Linked DNA regions of Mus musculus: all the other regions are linked to region 1. The links are chromatin contacts, called in public HiChIP or PLAC-seq and promoter capture Hi-C maps. All regions are on one chromosome and are shown on one strand. Each heading gives the region's core, a stretch centred on a gene start, on an enhancer-like site or on the middle of the called end of the contact. The rest is flanking DNA. Distances are from core to core; before and after follow the strand shown. Region 1 holds the start of Krt2 (keratin 2). Region 2 holds the start of Krt87 (keratin 87). Region 3 holds the start of Krt83 (keratin 83).

Region 1 (5,108 bases), core at 702-3,201:
AATAAGAGAGTGGATGCCCATAGTAAAAAAAAAAAAAAAAAAAAAAAAAAAAAAAAAAATCCATCTCCACTTGAGGTCTCCTCCGTCACCTACTTCTTCTTAAAGTCTTCCACGAGATCCTGCATGTTGTTCAGCTCTGACTCCTGTGAGGTCCTTTCTGCAGAAAGCCTGTCCACTTGCTTCTTGAGCATGCCTATGTAGGCCTGGAAGATGGGGTCCAGGTTTGTGGTGCGGCTGCCTACATCCAACTGCTGCAGGAGTTCCCATTTGGTCCGCAACACCTGGTTCTGCTGCTCCAGGAATCGCACCTACAGTGGCCAGAGGAAAAATACAGAAGTTGGACGTCACCTTTCACACCAGGGAGCCACTCTCACCCAGAGAACCTGTGCTGCTGCTCCGGGAGACGTACAAGTCACAAGACTTTACCCTCACTACCCAAGGCAGGCTGGGAGGCACCAGGCAGAGCTTCTGAGCTCCACAACATCACACATGGAAGTTCTATAGACTTCTGACACTGCCTCTGCTCCTCTCCACTCTGCACTCTCCTACTTCAGGCTCCTCCCCAGACTTGAGGCATTCCCCTCCTCCGTGCTAACATTCTTCCAAAGCCCTATAAATTCTGGACCAAGAAAAAAGCGGGCACCTGCTGTCCCAGCAGCAGATTGCATCAAATAAGAGAGTCCTGAGGACAGGCAGGGCTCCTCCCTCAGTTTTAAGAACCTTGTAAATCCTGTCTAATCCAAGGCAGAGGAACCAAGACAGCAACACCCCAAAGTGACACCAATAAAAAGTTTATGGGTCACCAAAATGAGCTGGTTCTCTGGAAGGCTAGAATTTTATTCAACCCCAAAGTTATTTCAAGTATAGATTGCTGGGATTTATTAGACTAATAACAGGAGAAACAAACTCTATCCCTTCTCGTTGTTGCTTTCCAATCCTGCTGTCACCTGACCCGACCTGTTCTGTTATTACTTGTCTATTTCAGCTTTTCTATGAGATGAGAATTTTCTATAAATAACATTTATTTGGGCTGAAAAATAAAATACAAAGAAACTGTTGAAGAAACTGTAGTCCACAAGACCAGCGTCTCTCCTACTTTGGAACTTGCAAAGTCCCCTGGCTACAGTGGCCTCATCAATGACTCTTGAGGGAGAGTCTGTCCTTTCCTTTTCAGCCAGCACAGCAAGTGCAGGATCCCAGCGTCTCATGACAGAAGGTGCGGCCTCTCCCACTCACCTTGTCAATGAAAGAGGCAAATTTGTTGTTGAGGGTTTTGATCTGCTCCCGCTCCTGAGACTTCACGTTCTGAATCTCTGGGTCTACTTTAACATCAAGAGGCTGCAAGAGGCTCTGATTGACAGACACTTCATGGATACCTCCACCAGGGAATCCTCCAGGGCCCCCAAAACCTCCAGGGCCACCTCCAAATCGGCCTCCGCCAAAACTGCCTCCGCCAAATCCACCACCTCCGAAGCCGCTGCCACCTCCAAAGCGGCTGCCACCTCCAAATCCTTGGCCTCCTCCAAAGCCAGAGCCACCTCCGAAGCCACCGCTGCCTCCAAATCCTTGGCCACCTCCAAATCCTCGGCCTCCTCCAAAGCCACTGCTGCCTCCAAAGCTGCTGCCACCGTAGCCACCACTGTTGCCAGCCACGCTACTAGAGATGCTCTTGTACCCGCCGAGGCCAACAAGACTCTGACTACCAAAGCCACCTCCACCAGAGCCTCCTCTGCCACCACCGTGGCGGCTTATGCAGGAGAAGCTGGTATTTGATCTCCGGCTCCCTCCAGAGACCACAGCTGAACCGCTACTGAAGCCCCTGAATCCGCCGCCTCCGCCGCCGCCTCCTCCTCTTCGGGACCTGCAGGAGATCTGGCAACTCATGATGTTTTTGCTCAGCAAGACGAGTGAATATTCCTGAGCAGATCCGAGGCTGGAGACCAAAGTGTGCTGTCGGGAGACTCACAGGGTCCCTTATATACCTGCCAACTAGGTGTTGGTGAGCTTGGGTGTGGGCCCACTTACGCATGGGTTTGGTCTGCCTGGAAGCTATTCTTGGTGAGTGATTATCAACCTAATGGCCATTAAAACATCTACTAATCAGCTCCAATCCAGAACCTGCTTTGATTTGCGAACGGCTCCTGTTTATCTGTGCATCTGTCATGCAATTTGATTTTTGTAAAATCATCAGAAGAGGAGATTAGTCTTTGGGTTTCCCAACTTGGAAAAAAAATGTCCTGAAGAGTACACTGCTCCCTGTTATGGACCGACCCATGGGAAGCTGGCCACCACCCAGGCCTGTGTGGGCTTCCCATCTAGCTTGCCAGGGAACGGAGGTCTGGCTTGATACTCTGAGAGCATTCACTCCAAACTTCCAGCTCTCTTGCCTCCATGTGGCCCAGGAAGGGGGGCGGGGGGGGCATTATATACCATGACTATGGTGGAGGGACCAGCCTGTGCTTACAGAGAGAAGCTGGCCTCCGACGCTGCAATGTTGCAGCCATTTATCGAACTATCTAAGCTCCTTTCCTTCCAGGCCACATCAAACATACACATAGCCAACCCCTGGGGAGGGGATCATATTGAGTCCTGTCACCAGGAACTTTTATCACCATCAATTCCATTGGGGGTTCAAAGAACAAAGGGAAGAGTTCTTTCCTGAAGTCTGTATGACTCAGGGTACATGTGAACGTGTTGCTTTGAGATCCAAGTGTGGATGGACTGTTGCTCAGAAACCATGCACTGCCTTGTGATTCTGAAGGCATTAAGAAGGCAGGCTCTTCACTGACTTTCAAAGACCGGTGAGCTTGGGAAACCCCAGACAGTCTATCCAAAGTTGCCAGCCACACAGAACACTCATTAACACCAAATCCAGACACGGTTTCTCCTGACAAGATGGCTATGCATATAAGACAGACGCTGTGGAGAAATAGAAGCAACTCAAAGTCAGAGACTCTGGATTTAAATCTTAATTTTGCCATCGTTCTGGCTGTATGACCTTGGATGAAACTTTGAGTCTTTGTTTGCCTTAGCTATGGGGTAGGAAACTGGTATGTAATGTCTTTTGTTTTGGTTTGTTTTTTTTTTTTGTTTTTGTTTTTATTTTTTGAGACAGGGTTTCTCTGTATAGCCCTGGCTGTCCTGGAACTCACTCTGTAGACCAGGCTGGCCTCAAACTCAGAAATCCTCCTGCCTCTGTCTCCCAAGTGCTGGGATTAAAGTCATGTGCCACCATTGCCCAGCATGTAATGTCTTGATAACCATGCTGTCGTAAACATTAAATGATGTTATTTTGAGTGAGACAAAGATATTTTCCTTTCCTTTCAACCTTGGTGCGCTAGTCTCTCTTCTAATGGCCTAGCTCATACTTTCGTCATGACAGAGAGAAATGGTGCTGGAAACTCATGTTGTTCTGTGAGCTTCAGTTGCTCAGTTTCCTCATCTATCAAAAAGTAAGGGGAGGACAAAGAAAAGAAGAAGAGGAGGAGGAGGAATGGAAGGAGAAGGAAGAGGAATTGAGGAAGAAGGGGGAGAAGGAGTAGAAGGGAAAGACGAAGAAGAGGAGGGGGAGGTAGAGGAGGAGGAGGAGGAGGAGGAGGAGGAGGAGGAGGAGGAGGAGGAGGAGGAGAAGAAGAAGAAGAAGAAGAAGAAGAAGAAGAAGAAGAAGAAGAAGAAGAAGAAGAAGAAGAAGAAGAAAAGGAAGAAGAAGAAAAGGAAGAAGAAGAAGAAGAAGAAGAAGAAGAAGAAGAAGAAGAAGAAGAAGAAGAAGAAGAAGAAGAAGAAGAAGAAGAAGAAGAAGAAGAAAAGGAAGAAGAAGAAAAGGAAGAAGAAGAAGAAGAAAATGTGCATGTACCAGAGTACAAGACATGGTTACTAGTTCATAACTGAAACCCAATGGATTTTATTCACCTCCTGGTTTTCCCGCTTCTCAGCCTTGTGTGGTAACTATACAGCAGGGGTGGGAACAGAGATAAGAAGTGGGGAACTCCTGGAGCTATTTCATTTGCTGTAGAAAAATGCTGAACAAAGCAGTCCAAGAGTCTCCTCAATTTTTTTCCAAACCAGGTTATATAATTACAATCATGCAAATATACTATAAATCTAAAAGCTCTGGAGTCTCAATCCAAAGCCAAATGTGTCATTATCTATGGATATCTAAGCAACGCCCTAATTGTCCATTACTCCACTCTGACTCTGCCTGGGCCGTGCCAGCTTCAGAGGGGTCCGAAGTGAAGAAAGGGAGCGACCATTTAGTGAGTGTTTCTGCCTCCTGGTTTTGTGGTCGACATGAACATTTTAATTTTGTCCTCACCAATCTTGCGGCTCTCTCAGCCGAGCACCTGAGTCTCTGGTGTGTGAAAACCAACTGGAAGGACACTCCTTCTCCTCTACTGAAGTGTGGCGGTTAGAACCATTGGAACTTGGATATTGCCTAAGATTTTATTTCTATGTAGGTTTTTTAATTTCACATTTAAAAAAAACAAGAACTTTAATGCTCTTTTTAAAATAAAATGGTTTGCATTCTTTGAAGGGGTGAATCTTGGTCTGGCCGTGGTTTTGATGTTTATGCCCATGGGAACCATTGTCCCAGGTAGTCACTGTGCCGTGAGGACATTAACCTACTGGTGGAAATGACAGCTCTTGTCCCTCGGAACGAACTCTTTCCACTGGGTTCCTTTTTTCAATAAGCTGCCAGCAAGCCCAAGTTTCTGATATTTCTCATGGGTTTGCAGAAGGCTGTCTGTGGGCCAGTGGAACAACACTAAACCCTCAGGGATAAGTGGAGGGGAAGTCGGTTCTTTAGCCCACAGAAAACAGTCTAAGCCAGGTGTGACAGCAGAGAGAAGTCTCACACTCCACATCCCCTTAGCAGCAAGTCCCTGTCCCTTATAGCCTCCCCAGCACAGCCTTCCTTATGTTATAATGAACTTGCCCCTAGACTTCCTCACAGGAGAACCAAGATCATACTCACCTTTACCAGAAACCTCCAGAACCCCAGAAATAAGCCTGTAACCACAACTCGTTCCTAGAGTTTGGTTTGGGACTGCAGACTGGCCCTGGTGTAGGACTACAGTGGTCACCCTGCCTGAGCCTGAACCTTCAAAGCC
Region 2 (5,108 bases), core at 1,819-4,318, 380 kb before region 1:
TCCCTGGGATCAATGAGGCCTGGCTCTGGAGCCTCCCACCCCACTTTGCCCAGTCTCCATTTAGGGTCTAACTCAGTACCTAGAACACCACCAGGCGCTCAATGATCCTTTTGCAAATAAAAATAAATAAATAAGTTAAAAAAAAATTGAGTATCTTAGAATCTCTGCACTCTTTATTTAAAATATATTTTTTAGATTTTATCTAATTTTCTTTATGTATATGGGTGTTTTGCCAGCATGTGTGTCTGTACACTGTATGCATGCAATGGCTATGGAGGCTAGAAGATGGTACCAGATCCCTTGGGGCTAGAGTAATAGACAGCTGTGAGCTGCAAGGTGGGTGTTAGGATTTGAACCCTGGTCTTCTAGAAGAGCAGTGAGTGCTTTTAACCACTGAGCCATCTTAGTCCCTCCAAAATCTTTAAATTTTCAGTCTAGAAGAAAACTCCCACTAGAACAGTGGTTCTCAACCTGTGGGCCGTGACCCCTTTGGGGGCCCCACATCAGATATCCTGCATGTCAGTTATTTGAGTTATGATTCATAATAGTAGTAAAATTACAGTTATGAAATAGCAACAAAGTAACCTTATGGTTGGGGGTCAGCACAACATGAGGAGCTGTAGTAAAGGGTCGCAGCATTAGGAAGGTTGGGAACCACTGATCTAGAAGCATGTGTCATCGTCGTCTCTCTTTAGGGAGGACCTCTGGGGAGCACCCCTTCAAAATCCCATTTAAACCTGTTGTCTTTGACTTAATTTTACTTGTTTCTACAAGCCTCCTCCCCAGTGTCCCTCACCTCTTCTTGTAGCCCTCCATGGACTCCTGCACATGGTTGAGCTCGGCTGCCAGCCTCCCGCTGTCGGCCTCCACACACTCAGCCTCCCGCCTCAGCGCCTCGATGTAGCCCTCGAACAGAGGCTCCATGTTGCTCTCACAACACTTGCGGTTCTGGTAGAACTGCCACTTGGTCTCCAGCAGCTTGTTCTGCTGCTCCAGGAAGCGCACCTGTGTTTGGAGAGGGAGAAAGTCTGTGTGGGAGGAGCCAACATGCCCTCCTTAGGTTGTAGAAAGAGCCAGACAGAGCTCATTGAGGAAGTGTGTAATGGTTGGGCAAATGAATGTCTGTCCAGATGGGGTAGGAGGGAAACCCTGAGACATGTAGCTGTGCTGGGTAACTGAGTGACTTCCGGTAAGGCAGAGGAAAGCAGGGAAGGCTCCCTGGAGGAAGGAACACAGGACAGTGAAGGGAAAGGAGAAAAGGAAGCCTTTCTCCATGAGCTTCCTCAGGGAGAGTTGTGACTTATCTGATGTCCTTGGTGACCAGCTGAGAATGGACAAAGTAGAGAGGGAGTCCTGGGGTGCGTCAGAGACGCGAGGGTGAGCATTCTGGGGCTCTTGCCACTTAAGAGCTCTGGAGTCCCAAGTACTTGCTAGTCTCTAGAAATCATGTAGACTGGAGAAGATTTTAGAAAACAGGTCCATGGGAATGTCACCGTTTACTGTCAGTCAAGTAGATCGGACAGTGGATGTGGCCAAGGACCTGTGTTGACTAAAGAATGGCAGCCAGCCCCGACTAGCCCTGGGCCTCTGGGTTTCCACTTCCTGAGACTGGACTGGAGCGGGGCTGCCTCTCACCTGCAGGCCTGGCCCCTGTGCTCCTACTTCCAAGAGTACAGCTGAGGACTGGAGCATTAGAAGTTCCAAAAATGGGAACTGGGGTCCTTGGTACCGTGTGCGCAGAATGGTTTGGGTGGTCTTAGTTGCTAAGATCCTGGGGCTTTCTCAGCTCGACCTTCCTGATCAAGGGTGTGGCCGGCGCACACACTGGTGGGAAGCTGCTGAGGTTCAGAGAGGACGCCGCCCGCCATACCATATCACCCAGTGAGCCAGAGGAGGAATTAGGTGTTGGGCAAAGGCTACAGACTCTTGGGTCCAGGTTCCTTTCTGCTTGACTGTGGCTACTTTCCTAGGGTGTAGTCTGGCTAGAGGGAACTGTGACTCTGGGCTTTGGGCCCTCTAACTCAGGGCCTGAGGAATGGAACACTCCGTGCCCGGGTCTGATCTGACTGTGTGGTGGAACGGCTCCATCACTGTCACTTTTTCAATTCCGGGCACGAAGGACTATGCCACAGGCATCAGTCTTTATGTGCTTCCGGTTTCAAGGCTGGCTGTAGCTCTCTGCCCTCTCTGGAGACACCACGCTGCGAGATCCAAACATACGTATGTGCGCATGCGCAGGAATTTGCACGCATGGCACACTGAAACAACGAATTCACTGTGTTGGGAAAGCAGCCTCACTAGGTATGTGTCAAATGATTTCACAAAGCACGGCATTCTAGTTGAGACTGTCCCATGGGGCTGTGAATTTTCTTCGTTAAAAGTGGGAGAGAAAGACAGCTACAGTGTACTCATATACATAAAATAAATAAATCTTTAAAAAAATAAATAAAAGTAGGAGAGAAGGCTGCATTAGAAGGGAGAGAAGTTAAGACCAATGTCCTTTCTCAGTCTTAAGTACTGGAGCAGTCTTGAAGAGGTGTGACTTTTCTCATCATCTAAAGTTACCTAGAGCTCCCTTTCTGAGAACCTGCTTGCGGATTGCTCCCAGCAGGTCCTCAGGTGCCAAGAAGGGGCTGGCCCAGGACACCCACCTTGTCGATGAAGGCTGCGAACTTGCTGTTGAGACACTTGATCTGCTCCTTCTCCTCATGCTTCACACACTGAGCATTGGGGTCGATCTCCAGGTTCAGGGGTGTGAGCAGGCTCTCATTGACAGAGACGGTGGTGATGCAGGGGGGGCTGGGCCCGCAGACGCCTCCAGATCGGTACCCGAAGCTGCGTCCACAGGAGCCAGAGCGGAAGGGCCCGCAGACGCTGCGGCTGCCGAAGCCCCCTGAGAGTCCGCGGTAGCAGGAGATGCCCCTGTAGGGAGCTGCAGAGATGCAGCAGCGGCCGGGCCGGGGACCACATGCCGAGGCGCAGCTGAAGGCGCGGACCCCACAGGAGGCTCCGAGGCGGGAGGAGAAGCAAGACATGGTTCAGAGGCGATACAGAGTCAGGCTGGACCCCGAGGCTCGCTCTGAGCCTTATATCGTGCAGGAGGGAGCGCGCCCGCCGCCCAGGCGTTTATGAGCTTGCCTGTTGGAATCAAAGCAGCCCGGGCTACCTTGCCGCCCCCATAAAACGGCGTTCTTCTCCCGCCCGCCCTGGCTTTATGGTGCCACGAAGCGCCTGGTCAGCTCCGGGGCTGGGCACTGTGGGCATCGGGCGGGACCCTCGTGTCGCGCTATTGGGACTCACTGGGTCACTGTCTCCATCCCAGGCTGGCTCACATCCCACCTGGTTCTCCACCCTGAAGGCTAGGAAGCCCTGGCCTTGGAGGTGACCTTTGAATTCATGCTGTAGGGGGCGTGCTCGCACGATGACAAGACCTTTGAAGTTATGGGCAAATTCATGTCCAACTTTGGGTGGGTAAATAACCTTTCTGAGCCTTAGAAGTCCTGTGGGGAGCAGGGATAAGGGAATAATAATAATAATAACAACAATAATAGTAGTAATAACAGAAGAGCTGCTGATAATAGGATAATAGGATAATGGATCCGAAAGCCTCTTAGGCAGGACCTAGCACTTAAGAGCTCCAGAAATGTTTGCTTGTTTATCTATTTGTTCCACTATTGTTAACTTGTTATTCTTCCTGTGTCCCTTTAGGCAGAAACGTTCCCGTATCTCTTCTCTTCTCTTCTCTTCTCTTCTCTTCTCTTCTCTTCTCTTCTCTTCTCTTCTCTTCTCTTCTCTTCTCTCCTCTCCTCTCCTCTCCTCTCCTCTCCTCTCCTCTCCTCTCCTCTCCTCTCCTCTCCTCTCCTCTCCTCTCCTCTTCCCTCCCTCCCTCTCCGTCTCTCTGTCTCTTTGTGTGTGTCTCTGTCTCTTTCTCTGTCTCTCTCTGTCTTTCTATCTCTGTCTTTCTCTGTGTGTCTATCTGTCTCTCTGTCTCTCTCTTTCTCATTCAGCTCAGCTCCTATCTCCTCTAACCCTTCTACCCTTCCCTATGCACTTTGGAGAGAGAAGCCACAAACACTGATGACTGCCCTGCCTAGCCCACTAAGGGATTTTCGTTGTTTTTGAGACAAATAAGGATTCACGTCGTCCAGGCTGACCCCAAATCACTAGCCTTGAGCTCATGGTGTTACTGCCTCCACACCCCAAATGCTGGCACAGCAGGTGTGAGCCACTGCATCCACTGTGGAGGGCTCTTTGACACATGATTTCTCCCAAATCAAAGGCTTTCTTCAGGGGTTGTGCCCATTCATCTGCTTAGCAAGGTGACCTCATAGTGGCGCATAGACTTATGTGGAAGGCTCCAAGGACTGGAGTCAGGATCTGAGAGTTCTGAGCGATCAGAACTGCTTCAAGGCTGTCTCTTCAGGGCCTGTGCCTGTGTGGCTGTGGGCTGTGGGCTGTGGAATAAGGCTGGGATCTTAGAGGCAGGAGTATGGGCTGTTTCCAATGGTCATGGATACTGACTCTAGGCAGCTAGAACCATCATAAAGGAAGTTAATTATGTGTCCCATCGCTAGCAGCGGAAACCGGAGTGTGTGCTCAGCAGCCAGCATTAAAGAGAAGCCTGCAGGTCACCTGGTGCTTCCTTTGTTTTAAAGCTGTGCTATTACTGTGCATGCAATAATTAAATCTGGGAACTCCAAGGTCATCATAGCCAGCCCTGACAGCTCACTTCCAAGGAGTGTTGTTGGATTGCCACCAACTTTGTTCTTTACAACTGTCTCTCTTGGGATAGGGTGATTTGGTCCAGCCTGGGTTTGTTTCCTCTCAGTTTAGTTCAGCCATGGTTCTGTGCATGAGATGAATCTTCAACTTCAGTGTCTTGGCTGTAAGACATCTCTCTCTCTCTCCCCCTCCCCCTCCCCTCCCCCTCCCCCTCCCCCTCGCCCTCTTTCTCCAAGGCCTTACTCTGTAGCTCAGGCTGGCTTTGAACTCTCCATCTTCCTCCTGAAAGCATGTGCTACCACATCTGATTCAAGATTGTATATTTTTATTCCTTTGATTTTTTTTTTCCATCTGTGTTTGGGATAAAAACCAGGACCTTGTGCTTG
Region 3 (5,108 bases), core at 1,135-3,634, 330 kb before region 1:
GTGGTCTCTTGGAGGAGCAGAAGCTTCCTGAGGCCTGGTGCCCATCCTTCATGCCTGTGTCACATGGAACTGTCTCCATACATGACCATGTCATGCTTGCCTCCCAGCAGACTCCCCGAGGGCAGGGACCATGCACACTGCTGGCTGGATTGGTAGCATCCTGCTGTGTCTATAGGGTGTGTGTGGCAGTGTTGGAGGAGAGTAGAGGAAAGACCCTACAAACAACATTCAGAGACTTTAGGGTTAGTTCTGGAGACTAGGAAAGCTGGGTGGAGAAGGGGAGGGGGACGGTGAGAACCTTGTGAAGAATTCTGTGCCTGAAGGAAGACAGGGAGAGGGCTCCTTGATTGATAAGGCAGGGCTGGGCTTCCTGACTTAGGCAGGCAGAGACCCCAAGCACAAGCCAGCTTGTCTATACCCAGGGAGCTCCTGTCAAGACTCCCCAGTGGCCCTCACCTCTTCTTGTAGCCCTCCATGGACTCCTGCGCATGGTTGAGCTCAGCAGCCAGCCTCCCGCTGTCGGCCTCCACACACTCAGCCTCCCGCCTCAGCGTCTCGATGTAGCCCTCGAACAGAGGCTCCATGTTGCTCTCACAGCACTTGCGGTTCTGGTAGAACTGCCACTTGGTCTCCAGCAGCTTGTTCTGCTGCTCCAGGAAGCGCACCTGCCATGCAGAGTTAACGTCTGAGAACATACTCTTGCAGAATCACAGGGTAGGTGTGTGTGTGTGTGTGTGTGTGTGTGTGCCTCATGGCCTCCCTTGCTGACATGTCTTCACCGCCACACTGGGGCTGAAGGTAGGTGGCAACCTGGAACTCCGTCCTGAGAGCTAACTTCAGTCAGTTCACCTGGTGTCGCTGAACGCACTTAACCCAGTCCAGACTCTGCCTCTTCTTAGTCTGTGACTTTGGATAAAGCTCCCAGCCTTCCACAGGATGGGGTGGCTGAAGCACCTGTTAGTAAGGTGCAGAGAAGCATTCATTCTACCTCAAGAAGCTAGCACAGCCAGGGCAGCTGTGACGGTCAGCCTGCGACTGGACCGGTGAGCCCGTTTAGGAAGGCAGACTGTAAACTCTGAAAAGTGAACAAGTGCAAATGACTGGATCCCGGCAACAACAGCGCAATTAGAATAATGAGCACCTGGGATCCAAGTGCAGGGCTGCCTTGTGTTTCTGAGCTCAAGAGTGGGATTGAAGGACGAGGAACATGGCTGACTGCAGGGAGAGACTGTTGATTGGCAGGGGTTGTATCTCACCACCATTATTACAGACTATCAGGGTGCCCAAGCTGCATGTAGACCCTGTCTCCCCACCACCAGGTTGGTCCACTCCCTGATTCCGACGCCTGTGTTTAATGACCTTTCCATGGACTTAGTAAGTTCTACCTTGTGCTACCTTTAGTGTCTCATGTGTGCCAGCTCTAGATAGCTCTCCCCAGGGCCCCAGCTGCTCTCTCCGTGGAGCTTGTACTCAAGCCTCAGCTGCATGTGGATGTCTGGATTCTGTGAAGACAGCTGCAGGTTTGAGTCCATCCTGGCTCCTGTGGACCTGGGCTGTGGCTATAGCGCAGGCCTGCGTGCTGAGCTCAAATACAGTCGCTTGCACAGAGCATACTGGCCACAGTGGTTACATGGGATTCAAAAGGCTCTGTGAGATAAGCCACCAGGCAGTCCCCATTTTTGACCTTGACTTGGTTAGGACACCCTGTTTCCTACACAAACATCTACATGGTCTTGCACATTGGAGAAGCCGGGCCTGGGCTCTGTAGGTTCTGCTCCGAGTTCTGAGGGTGCCTTCAGTTTTTTTTTTTTTCCACACCAGACTGAAAGGTACTGCTTCCTGTCTGTGTTCCCTTTGGCCTTGGAGGCTCTATGGGCCTTCACTCTGATTCCCCCTCACTGTCCAGCCTTGGCTGAGCACATGATGTGCTCCGGGAAGGGGCTGGTCCAGGACACCCACCTTGTCGATGAAGGCCGCGAACCTGCTGTTGAGACACTTGATCTGCTCTTTCTCCTCATGCTTCACACACTGAGCATTGGGGTCGATCTCCAGGTTCAGGGGTGTGAGCAGGCTCTCATTGACAGAGACGGTGGTGATGCAGGGTGGGCTGGGCCCGCAGATGCCTCCAGATCGGTACCCGAAGCTGCGTCCACAGGAGCCGGAGCGGAAGGCCCCACAGACACTCTGGCTGCCGAAGCCCCCTGAGAGTCCTCGGTAGCAGGAGATGCCCCTGTAGGGAGCTGCAGAGATGCAGCAGCGGCCAGGCCGGGGCCCGCAGGCTGAGGCGCAGCTGAAGTTTCCAGTTCGAAAGCCACAGGTCATGGTGGAGGAGAAGACACGCGCGAAGAGGAGAGAAGTTGACAGTGTTTGGAACTGAGGCCGTGTGTCCCCTGGGTCATTGAAGGCCCTTTTATATGCTAGCAATTGCTGGCATATAAAAGGGGCCAAGAAGAGACAATAGCTGTGTTTTATTGGCTTGGCAGCGCCTGGCCTCTTAAGCTCCAACTCCTAGTGTGGCTGTGTCAACAATCTTTGGCTACAGGCCTGTTTCATCTTCAAAGTCCTTTACAAGCTTGCCCTGGTCTCTGCCCCTCCCTTGGTCTCTGGTAGAGAAGGGCAAGGGAATTTCTTGGAACATTCTCTCTGAACCCATTTCTGGAAGGTTCACACCTGGGCTATGAGCCTGGCTATCTGGCCTGGCTTTGGGCAGAGTGGCTGGTTCTACCCCATCCTGTGAGGGAGTATGTCCCTACCTCCCTCCCCTTGTCTCTCCCTATCTAAAAGGCAGGGAGATGAGGTTCTGTCTTCATTGTTAAGGTCAGCCTTTCTCAGGCCCTTCTTTCACAGAGCCTGTCCAGGATGGGGTGAGAGAGAGGGCAGTGGTCAGAGGGTACAGAATCTAGAGTGGAAGCAGGGTTTGGCCTCTGTGTTCTGGGTTCCCAGTGCAGGGAGAAAAGCTGGCATGTAGGACAAGGCACGCTGGAATACTCAGCATAGACTCTAGGTCAGCAGGTCTCTAGGTCAGCGGGTATCTAGGTCAGGGGGTCTCAACCTTCCTAAAGCGGCGGCCCTTCCATACCTCTCCTCACATTGTGTTGACCCCCTCCACCATAAAATCATTTCATTGCTACTTCATAACTATAATTCTGCTATAGTTATGAATTGTAAAGTAAATACCTGATATAAGCGCCTTAAGGGGTTGCAGCCCACGGGTTAAGAACCGCTGCTCTAGAGGCAGATTTGCTTTGAGTTTTCAGAGGTCATTGCTGATAGGATCTGGACCATGAGAACAAGCTCTCCAGACTCCAGGAGAGGAGCTAAAGGTGGGTTTGAGAAGGACAGAGAGGGGGTGAATTAGAAGAGCCCAGATACTATAGTCTAGCTCTGGACCTGAGACTGCCTGCTCATTCCTCATCATCCAGGAAAAACACACTGGGGGTCACTTTGGCTGTCACCACAGCCACAATGCTGCTCCCTGGGGATCCCGCCAAGAGCCGGGGTTTTGGAGGAGTGTGGTGTGGAAAGAGCTTGGGGAGACCAGGTTTTGACCAGTGGATGATGGAGAAGCGGCAATCGAGAGGAATCTTTTTCAATGACCTGGCTCTGCAACGGGGCTCTGACAAGGTAAACTCAGTGACTGAGTCGGTGTGCCTGCAGCCACTGGGAGACAGGAAATAGACTGTGTGGGCTCACAGGGTCCTGAATGGGACCTATTCCTCCCCTCGGAGGACTCGCTGAATGGGATAAGGCTGTCCTTAAAGCCATGCTTTCTAAATTTGGCCTTATCCTTAACTTTAGGTCACGTGATGGCTCATCCGGGAGGATTCCCCAACCTGGGTGTTTGAGCTCATAAACCCTCCCAGGCACACGTCTCTGGATGGCCTCTGAGGATGACGGCTTTAATGGAACCATTTCCTGAGTAAGCTTAAGCATGAGCTAAAAATAGCCCTCCACACATCCCACCAGCACCTCACCTTTTGCCCTTCCCTCCTTGGGGTGTGTGGGGTGTGGGCCAGGCACACCCCACAGGGAGCACTGTAATGAAGAGGAGGTGCTCTGCTTTAGAGACTTGTCAGGAAGCTGGACCACGCTTGCCTGCCAGAGGTACAGAGGAAAGGTCTCTTCTGGGCCCCACACTCGGGTTCCCACAGTTTTGAGGCCAAGGCATGGGTGGTGGGATAGGGGCTTCTGGTGTGAAAGACCCACCATGGGTTTGACCTTGAGGCTTGGGGCAGGTGGGACTTCTGCAGTTGCTGGAGGGAGGGAGAGACTGACTGACTGCTTCTTCATTCTAAGCCTTTACAGATTTACTGCTGCCAGAAACTCAAGAAAACACCAGCTCTTTCTCCCCCCTGCTCAGTATGGGAGCCTCAAGAATGGCTGGATCCACATGGCACTGGTTGCTTGAAGTGTGGAGGGGTATAAGGTGGTGAGTCTTTCCAGAAGTTCTTCCTCGATGCTGTGTAACAACACCATTGTTCTCTGGCTAGCTCATCTGTCCCAGTCCTGGGGCTGGAATCAGGAGGGTTCTTTCTCTGAGGGACTCTGTGTAGACACACACACCTCCTCAGCTTGAGGAGCCATGGTGATGCTCATTCCTGTCTAGCTTTGTGGCGTAGACTATTCAAGGGATCATTTGCAACCAAAGATTTCTCACAAGCTCCGCCACGCAGGGTCCAGGCTGCTCTGGTCCCTTATGTGTAAAGCTGGAATGACAGCCAGCACATACTTTGCTGTCACAGGAGTAAATGGTCCCAGCCTAAGCCACCCCATTCCAACTCCATGCCTACAGCATGACTGGGTCTTGGTTGCAGGCAGCCAGCAAGGCCATGCAAACGGAAGGTGTCATGGGCCAGTAAGATGCCAAAGTACCACACCTTGGGTCAGCAGAAACAGCCCTGGCTTTATGAGGCGACCATCGCTACCTCAAAAAGCCCAAATTAGAGTTCACATGTGTAAGTGCCAAAGAACAAAGACACTGGAACCAGGGAGCCCTGAAAACAGACACAGACAGGAAACTATTGAGGGCTGTAGATCTCTCTCCTTCACCAAGGCTGGCTCTGCCCATCAGGTTCCAGCTGTGATTGGTTATGGCCTTGACCAAGGCC

What was found. Promoter capture Hi-C pulls out the DNA fragments that hold promoters and counts their contacts. HiChIP or PLAC-seq counts read pairs in DNA pulled down with a chosen protein or histone mark.
Region 2: a contact with region 1 is called in an H3K4me3 HiChIP or PLAC-seq map of embryonic stem cells, with 20 read pairs. The contact joins the promoter of Krt87 here to the promoter of Krt2 in region 1. A contact is called at or near these places in 5 of 39 promoter capture datasets (3T3-L1-derived adipocytes, HPC-7-derived erythroid cells, embryonic stem cells and 2 more), 1 of 484 Hi-C or Micro-C datasets (embryonic stem cells), 1 of 115 datasets of contacts at active chromatin or transcription factors (embryonic stem cells) and 3 of 9 other capture datasets (adipose tissue, embryonic stem cells and liver).
Region 3: a promoter capture Hi-C map of embryonic stem cells shows a contact between it and region 1, with 3 times the contacts expected there. The contact joins the promoter of Krt83 here to the promoter of Krt2 in region 1. A contact is called at or near these places in 6 of 39 promoter capture datasets (the 3T3-L1 cell line, 3T3-L1-derived adipocytes, cranial neural crest and 3 more), 1 of 115 datasets of contacts at active chromatin or transcription factors (embryonic stem cells) and 3 of 9 other capture datasets (adipose tissue, embryonic stem cells and liver).

Annotation. Positions count from the first base shown.
Region 1 is chr15:101,816,218-101,821,325 of GRCm38.p6, forward strand. It overlaps Krt2 (keratin 2), which reads right to left and starts at 1,952. Exons shown (of 9, transcript NM_010668.2): 1 at 1,237-1,952; 2 at 94-308. The coding sequence starts at 1,884.
Region 2 is chr15:101,435,736-101,440,843 of GRCm38.p6, forward strand. It overlaps Krt87 (keratin 87), which reads right to left and starts at 3,069. Exons shown (of 9, transcript NM_001003668.2): 1 at 2,652-3,069; 2 at 797-1,005. The coding sequence starts at 3,035.
Region 3 is chr15:101,489,128-101,494,235 of GRCm38.p6, forward strand. Krt83 (keratin 83) reads right to left here and starts at 2,385. Exons shown (of 9, transcript NM_001201323.1): 1 at 1,960-2,385; 2 at 457-665. The coding sequence starts at 2,322.